Linked DNA regions of Zea mays: region 2 is linked to region 1. Evidence: chromatin contacts called from public Hi-C data. All regions are on one chromosome and are shown on one strand. The core of a region is the stretch at or near the end of the contact, and the rest is flanking DNA. Distances in the headings are between cores, read along the strand shown. Region 1 holds the start of LOC100285586 (RNA binding protein). Region 2 holds the start of LOC100381846.

Region 1 (3,928 bases), core at 361-2,860:
GATCCGACAAGAGCTCAAATCCTTTTCTAATCATGATCGGATAGAGCTTTAAACTTAACAGCCAAGTAACCAAAATAAAAATAGCAAAAGTAAGTTGAGCCCTCGCAAGACGAGGAGCTAGATTTTGGCAGACCATTCACGTGCGCGTGTGGCACTCCGTCCTCTCTCCCCTCAACCATGACTTAGTGGGAGAGGGAAGCCTCCATATATAAACTAGTCTGACTCCATTTAGACTAGCAATGTGGGACTATTGGTTTCACCATTACCTTGCCGTACATGAATTTGTATGATTTTTCTAGGATTTAATTGAATTTCTTAATTGGGCCAAGCCCATAAATTCAATAACAAATACAGATGAATGGTTGTCCGGCGCTCACGCCGCAAGCTAAACCTCGAGCGGGCGGCCTTGGCGTATGTGGAGCAGGACTCGACTAAGTTAAGGAGGCGGCGGCTCACCTCCTTGGAGTAGAACTGTCACGTGTCGATCCCCTCCTCCACAGAGGCTCCGCCGCCACCCATGGCGGTCGCGACGACGAAGACCTCAACCTCAACGCCACACGAAGAGGATGATGTCCCCACGAGCGTCTCCACGAGGCGTCGCACCACCGCGTTGCGTCGTCGTTGTTCGCTCTCTCAGTTGTTAAATTCTTCCGTCTACGTTCCCGCAAGACGCCGTGAGAAAAAAAAACTAGATTTTTTAGAGTATATACTCCCTCCGTCTCAGGATATAAGGCGTAACCACTTTTTATTCTTGTCCCACAATATAAGGCGTGCTCTCTCTATGCATACGTATATCGATGCAGTGGTATAGAGACAATTAAATGCATTTCTTGGTCTTTGAACCAGAGGTGGTTACGCCTTATATAGTGGGACGGAGGGAGTATAACTATATAAAGCTAAATTTATATAAATAATGATGCGAACCATGGTTGTTAGTTTTAAAGTCACATTCACATTTATCAAGTCAACAGAACATATATACTATATTCATTCTCAAATATTGTTCACCCGTTATTTTATTTTTAAACTTAAACGCGACAAATATAAAAAAATTTTGGAGGAAGTATATTACGTACTTTAAACTCAAGTATAGATGTAAAACGTATGAACCTACAGACACTTTGCTAGCACATAAGAGTATCTCCAATAATATCTCAAACTAGTGCCTTAAATTGAAATATGAGGTTCTATATAGGAAAAACTACTCCAACAGTGGTACATTTCGTAAAATTTGGTCAAAAAACTATAGTGCACCCTTTCAAGTGTCTCAAATATACTACACTGTAGTAGACTGCTCTATAATCTATTAATCTAGATTTGAGGTTTTATCGTTGGAGCGAGACGTTTTTGTTGGTGCACTAAATTCTATAAAATATAATCATTTTTAAATTATATGATATTTTTATAGTACATGTTCTAACTAGCAGTTCTCCTGCCTATTTGTTTTCTAAAAGAGCAGTTACCTGACCGTCCGTCCACGTGGCCGATCCAACGGCTGATGTCTTCTTTCGGCCTCGGCGGAACCGCGGAAGCCGTCAAGTTGGTAGCTGTCGTGTTCTCTTCTGCCATTGTTGCCCTCGACTGGAGCAGTCAGTCCACTCCAGTACCTCTGCCGCACGCTGCTCCCGCCGCGCCACCAGCTCACCACCGCTGCTAGCCACGATGCGGTCGCCGCGAATCCCCGGCCGCCGCGACGCGGCGTCGCCGCAGACGCCAAAGGGGTTCAACCCGGGCGACCCCGTGGAGGTGGTCCCCGACGAGGCAGGCCTGCACGGGGCCCACTTCGCTGCCGTCGTCGTGGGGCCCAGCGCCAAGCCCCGCGGCTACACCGTCGAATACGACTCCCTCCTCGAGTCCGAGGGCTCCGACCGCCCGCTCCGGGAGGCACTGCCGGCGCGGAGCCTTCGCCCTCGCCCACCGCCGCCGCCCGCGCCCGCATCGGAGGCCCCGCCCGCGGAGCACGCCGCCGTCGACGCGCTCATCGACGACGCCTGGTGGCTCGGGGTCGCCCTCGCCCGCGCCGGCGCGCCCAGCAAGGTCAGGGTATGCTTCCCGGAGACCAGGGAGGTCATGGAGTTCGACGCCGCCGACGTCCGCCCGCACCTCGAGTGGGTTGACGGCGAGTGGCGCTCCCCAGATAACATGGTAGTAGCACTAACAAGGGTCTTTTCCAAGCTTTTTCTTTTTTCCCTATTTGATTCTGGGTTTCCAACTTTCGATAACATTAATTAATCGTAATCCATCAAAAGGCTTCTTCCCTTTCTTCCATTCGAGGTGATTTTTCGTGGGGTTAGGGTTAGAAATGGGGGCAACCACAGTTTGTTCGATGGTGGCAGGGCGAATGTGGGATTATGATTTTCCCACGCTTGCTAGGTGGAGAGTGAGGAGAATGAGGATTCTTGAATTGCTAGCTATTGTTGTATCTGTTAGATGGATTTATCTGTTTTAGCTTGAGTAATACAGGTGTTAGAACATTTTAGGGCGAATGTGCTTGTGGTCTCACTGGCTGGAAAATTGCCTATCAACAGATTAAGAGTATGAAGTCAAGGTACTTGGACGAGCTGAATGGTGTTCAGTCAGATCAGATGTGGGTCATGCTGGAATGAAGTGTTTCTAGCTAATGGTGAACTATGAAAGCATTTGACCCCCTTGATATTCATGGGCGGTTTTAGTTATCTGTAGCTTTTTATTCCCACTCCACCCGTTTCAAATTATGCTTTTCTTTGGCTTTGTCCTAAGTCAATTTTCTCTAACTTTTACAAAGTTTCTTAAGAAAAATATATTAACATCATCTACAAGTTCAAATAACCATGGTTCTTAAAGCGGTAGGGCGAGACAAGGCGTTGAACCACCTCCTAGATGCCTAGGCGACGCCAAGGCGAGCAAGGCGATGCCTTATCTATCTAAGAACCGGCCAGACAGCAGCATGGAGAGGAAGAAAAAGAAAAAAAAGGAAAAAGAAGAAGGGAAGGGGTAGGAGGCCAGCCCACCAGCCAGCCCATATATTCCCTGCCCCGCCGTTGCAGCAGCCACCACTCGCGATTTGGCGACGCCGCTGCCCTGATTTGACGCCGTCGCTGTTAATTCAGGCATCGCTGCCCCCGATTCCAGCCGCCGCCACCACTCCGATTCAACGTCGCCCCTTCCCCTTCCTATACCTCTTGCTGGTTCTTAGCTAGGCGACGGGGACACCTAGCTGTTTTTGGGCACCTGGACGTCTAGGCATCGCCTTTAAAACATTGCAAATAACCGCACTATCAAAATATATGTCCATGTGAACTATAGTTTGTAATGGAGGGAATAGTTTCGAATAATACTCCAAGTCTTCTGTCATAAATATAAGTCTTTGAAGGAGTTTCTATTTCAGCTAGATGGTAGATATGTTAAGAGATAGATGCTGTTGGAGTTGGACTTCCTAGTCATGTTATACTGCCTTGCGTTGTTGGTTAGAAGTTCGAACATTTTCGGTAATTCATTATCCTTCTTTGATCGCTAACATAAATCTATGGTGCTTGAACATTTGTGGGATTTTCTTCAATTGTGTTGATCATGGTAGAGTAGCTCCTGATGTAGGTTTTTATGTAACTTGTTACCTATATGATGTTTCTTCCACCTTGTTTGGGCTGTCCATTCAGTGCTAACCATTGCTTGTTGCCTTTGCCTTCTAGGAGATACCCAAGACAATGCCATATGCAAAAGGAATGCAAATTGAAGTTTCCAAGTTGGAAGACAATTCTGTTGTTGCTTGGTCACCTGCAGTTGTCGCAAAGACTATCTGGAAGAATAACCTATTAGTCGACTACACTCTTTCAAAGTGTTACGGTACTACATTGTCTGAGGAGATTGTTGATGTGAAGCATGTGAGGCCTTGCCCACCACAAGCATCAGAGATTAGTTTCTGCATCAATGATGAGGTTGAAGCATTCCA
Region 2 (3,928 bases), core at 1,056-3,555, 410 kb before region 1:
ACCGTCCGCGGCCTCCTGCGGTCAAGCTCGCCAAGGTGAGAAGCGTCCTCCGGTGAGTCTTCCTCTCTCTTCCTTTCATATCCCATTGCGCACTTGTTGCCCTATATGGTGGCCGGGCTGCGGCATCCATCGCTGCGTCATCCATCGGCGAGCAGCCTCAGCCATGGTGGTCGGGCTCTCCTCTACGCGCTATATAGCTCCTGCACCACCCTTTCTCCTCCCTCGGCGGGCTCCGGCTGTCCCTGTGTCTCTGGTGTGCAGCATCCTTCGACCCGTGATAGGACGCTTAGTTCGCCGTGCTGACACCGCGCCACGCCGTCGCACGTCCACCTCCTGTGCGGCGCGCGTGGGGGCTACGTCTGCGTGCACTCGCCCTTAGGGCTCACTATCGTGGCCGATCCACTCAGCACGGCCGGATGCGTCGCGTTGGATGCCCTAGCGTGGCCTGCTCCCGTGCGTGAGGTAGACAGAGAGCAGACTTGTAGCCGTAAAAAGCCTTGCCAGTGGCAGGCCTGCTTAGCCAGTGCGAGCCAGACCACGTCCATATAGCAACCAAACGCGTAATATCTGCTACATATATGAAGGACGGGCAGTGCGTGCGGCCGCGCTTGCCGTTTGCGTTGCAGGCCGTGTTTGCGTTGCGGCGATCTGTAGGCCACACGCTTGTCGTTTGCGTTGCAGGCCGTGTTTGCGTTGCGTCGATCTGCAGGCCGCGCTCTCGCTTCCACGTGATCTCTATGTCATCACGGACAGCTTGCGGATGTCATCCTCTATCTCATAACTGCATAACACATATTTGTATATATAAGTTATCGAAATATTATTTATTCCCGTTGCAACGCACGAGCACTGACCTAGTGATATTCATAAGTGAGAAACTTTCTCCAAAGTGGTATTTCACCAATTCTTATTTTCTTTTCTTAATTTATTTTCCTACTTTTATTTTCTACCATCTAAGGCCTTGTTCGGTTATTCCTAATACACATGAATTGGATAAGATTAGAAAAAATTCTTAAGAAGTTTGACTTGTTTAAGAAGTTCCCAGTGAGGCTGTCACTAGGCTGCAGGTGGCAGGAAAAGCCCTGCTCTTCGCAGCTAACTAGATAAAATGTGCTTCAAATGATAGAAAATAAAAACAAAATAGAAAATAGATGAAATAAGAGTGAAATACTATTTTAAAGCAGGAGCGGATTTAGATAAAACAATCATTGGTGTCATCTCAATTAAATTATAAAATCATCAATTCATTTAAGTGCTAGCAAACATATATTCTAATGTAGATTAATAAAATTTATTGGTGTCATGGACACCAAAAAAGGCCCAGATCCGTTCCTGTTTTAAAGAAGGTACTCACTTATAAGCAGCATTATAGAGAAATACAATTTATAAGTACTATTGTAGAGAAGCCACTAATTACGGGTATTATAATAGCAAAAAAAACTCATTGTCGACACAAGGAGCGGCCTCTGCTATATGTACAGTCTCTCAAGGATCACCCCTACGTACGCGTCTGGCTGGCCTGACTACACCGGCAAAGACCAATACGAGTTGGAACAGCAACACATCATCTTGGATGGTGATCTTCGAGCGACCCTATTCTCTATGCCATCCAATCCAAGGCCAGAGTCTGAGAGATCAGAGAAGCGCACGCGCTGCAGCAGAGCCCACATGCTCGCTCCACCTGATGCTCAGCATGTGCTCCGTGCTCGCTCTGAGCACGCCCGCACGGCGGGAACCTGGCCGCGAAGATGCGCGAGGTTCGCTCTCGCTCGTCACGCGGCGCGGTGCGGTGCGGTGCAGGCGTGCAGGCGTGCAGCACTAGCACGCATCTCTCTTGCCACTGTGTTGCCAGTTGCCACCGCAGAGGATCCTTGCCCGGGTACAATCTCATCATCGTCTTCGTCATCAGTGATGATTCGGCAGGGTCAGTGCTGCATCTGGAGTAGAATCGTCCCGCATTTGCGAATTGATTAGTTGGAAATAGCAGGCAGGATCATTAGGGGCCTCCGAGTCCCACCACTAAAAAAGTGCACCCCACTTTTTTTTTGGATCCACTAAAAAAGTGCCCACAATCCGCAGGGCAGCCGCGCCCACACGTCAGAGACGAAGACGCCGGCGGCCGCACCTCCCTCCTCGCCGCCGCCCCGGCGGCTTCTAGCTTCTGCTGCCGATGCCGATGGCGCTATTGTCTCGCGGATTGATGGGTGCCACGCGCACTTCAACGCGCCGTGCTCACACGGCGCTGGCGCCCGGGCCCCACAGCACCGCTTTATAAGTAACCAGCACGCGCTGCCCCCTCCCCTCCTCCCCCGGTCTCACTCACACTCCTTCATCGGGCTCGGCCCGCGCGGTCGTGAGTTCGTGACTGCGGAGGAAGTAGCGCAGGCGAAAAGGCTGCAGCAGTGGACGGCGGCGAACCCTAGCCTAGCTCCGCGAGGTGAGTGGTTCAGTTCGACGGCTGGCGCCCGCGTATGGGGCTGCGCGATTCCCGCTGACTTCCTTTCTGGTGGATTTTGGCAAGTGCGTTGGCGGTTTGATTCGATGGCCGTGGCGTCGCGGCTCGCGGTCACGCGTGTGTCGCCGGCGGACGGCGCGCGCCCCGCGGCGGCGGCGGGGAGGAGGAGTGGGCTCGCGGTGGTTCGGCTCCCGCCGACCGACAGCAGGGGGAGAAGGAGGAGGCGCGGCGGGGCCGTCGCGGCCAGCCCCCCGACGGAGGAGGTCGTGCAGATGACGGAGCCGCTCACCAAGGAGGACCTCGTCGCCTACCTCGTCTCCGGGTGCAAGCCCAAGGAGAACTGGAGGTTAGAAGCTTCCATATGCACATGCTCCTTCATTTGTTTGTTTATTAGTTTTTTTTTGCTTCTTGAAATGATACCTGTCATAAGTTCTTATATATAGCCAACTGTTGCCATGAAAAATTGATCACGCGACACCACGATAACTATAGTTCGTGCGACTAGTTTTCAGGGGTTCCTCACTTTCGTGGAGGAGAGCGGACTGTTTTTAGCGCAAAACAGCATAGATTACCAATCCCTAATGCATATTAGTGTGCAAAAAAGCAAAGATTAGGTTCTCTTTGTCGATGCAGAAGCTTTGCTTTTGACACCTTTGGCTCCATGCACTCTCGGCTCGCCCACGTGTCCCAAAGTAGTCCTATGAGGGTTCAATGATCAGATATAGATTTTCTGTCAGGTCAAGTTAACAATCTTGACATGAAACACCATCTAAACACTAAAAAAAGGGGCGCACCCAGTGCCGTAGGCTTCCCGCACTGTGTAGGTCTAGGAAAGGGTATATTTAAGCGCCAAGCCTTACCCGCATAATATGCAGAGGCTGGGGCTCGAACCCGGGACCTTCCGGTTACAGACGGTAGGCTCTACCACCGCACCAGGCCCTAAACCATCTAAACACTAACTTTGTTATTTTGGACCTTTCCCCGCACATGAACTCAAGCATGCCTCATGTGGTAGCTAGTCTCCATACTGGATGCAAACCTGAACAGGAGATACATGCTAGTAGCTTTGACTTGATGAAAACACTATATTGCTCCCTCATGACCTCGAATCATGACTCGGTTGCATCCTGTGGTCGATGTCTCAGCCAAGTATCTCGCTTGGGCTCACACATATTCCAACCTGCCACAAGTCTTATGCAGTGTGTATCAGCTCATTAACTTGATTATAACGATTAAATAAATTTGGCTGATCAAATAAACTAACTTGGCAAGTTACATTGTCAACACCAACAACGCTGTCTAGCTCTAACATTGAGGTTACTTTCAAGTGCTTACGACAGTGCCAACGATTGAGATGGATTAGTGCCCCTTTTAGTGATGAGCCGTGAGCCGGCTCTAGCGCGTACTTTGTACTAGGATGGATTCATCAGTGTGATGATCACTTGGCCATCGTTTTATCTTGTAGCTGTGTTC

Evidence for each region. A called contact is a pair of places that touch in the nucleus more often than the background predicts.
Region 2: a contact with region 1 is called in a Hi-C map of leaf, with 7 times the contacts expected there. The contact joins the promoter of LOC100381846 here to the promoter of LOC100285586 in region 1. A contact is called at or near these places in 3 of 25 Hi-C or Micro-C datasets (ear, leaf and tassel).

What each region holds. Positions count from the first base shown.
Region 1 is chr8:134,115,380-134,119,307 of Zm-B73-REFERENCE-NAM-5.0, reverse strand. It overlaps LOC100285586 (RNA binding protein), which reads left to right and starts at 1,610. Exons shown (of 4, transcript NM_001158477.2): 1 at 1,610-2,145; 2 at 3,669-3,928. The coding sequence starts at 1,663.
Region 2 is chr8:134,529,316-134,533,243 of Zm-B73-REFERENCE-NAM-5.0, reverse strand. It overlaps LOC100381846, which reads left to right and starts at 2,305. Exons shown (of 16, transcript NM_001361545.1): 1 at 2,305-2,437; 2 at 2,522-2,801. The coding sequence starts at 2,542.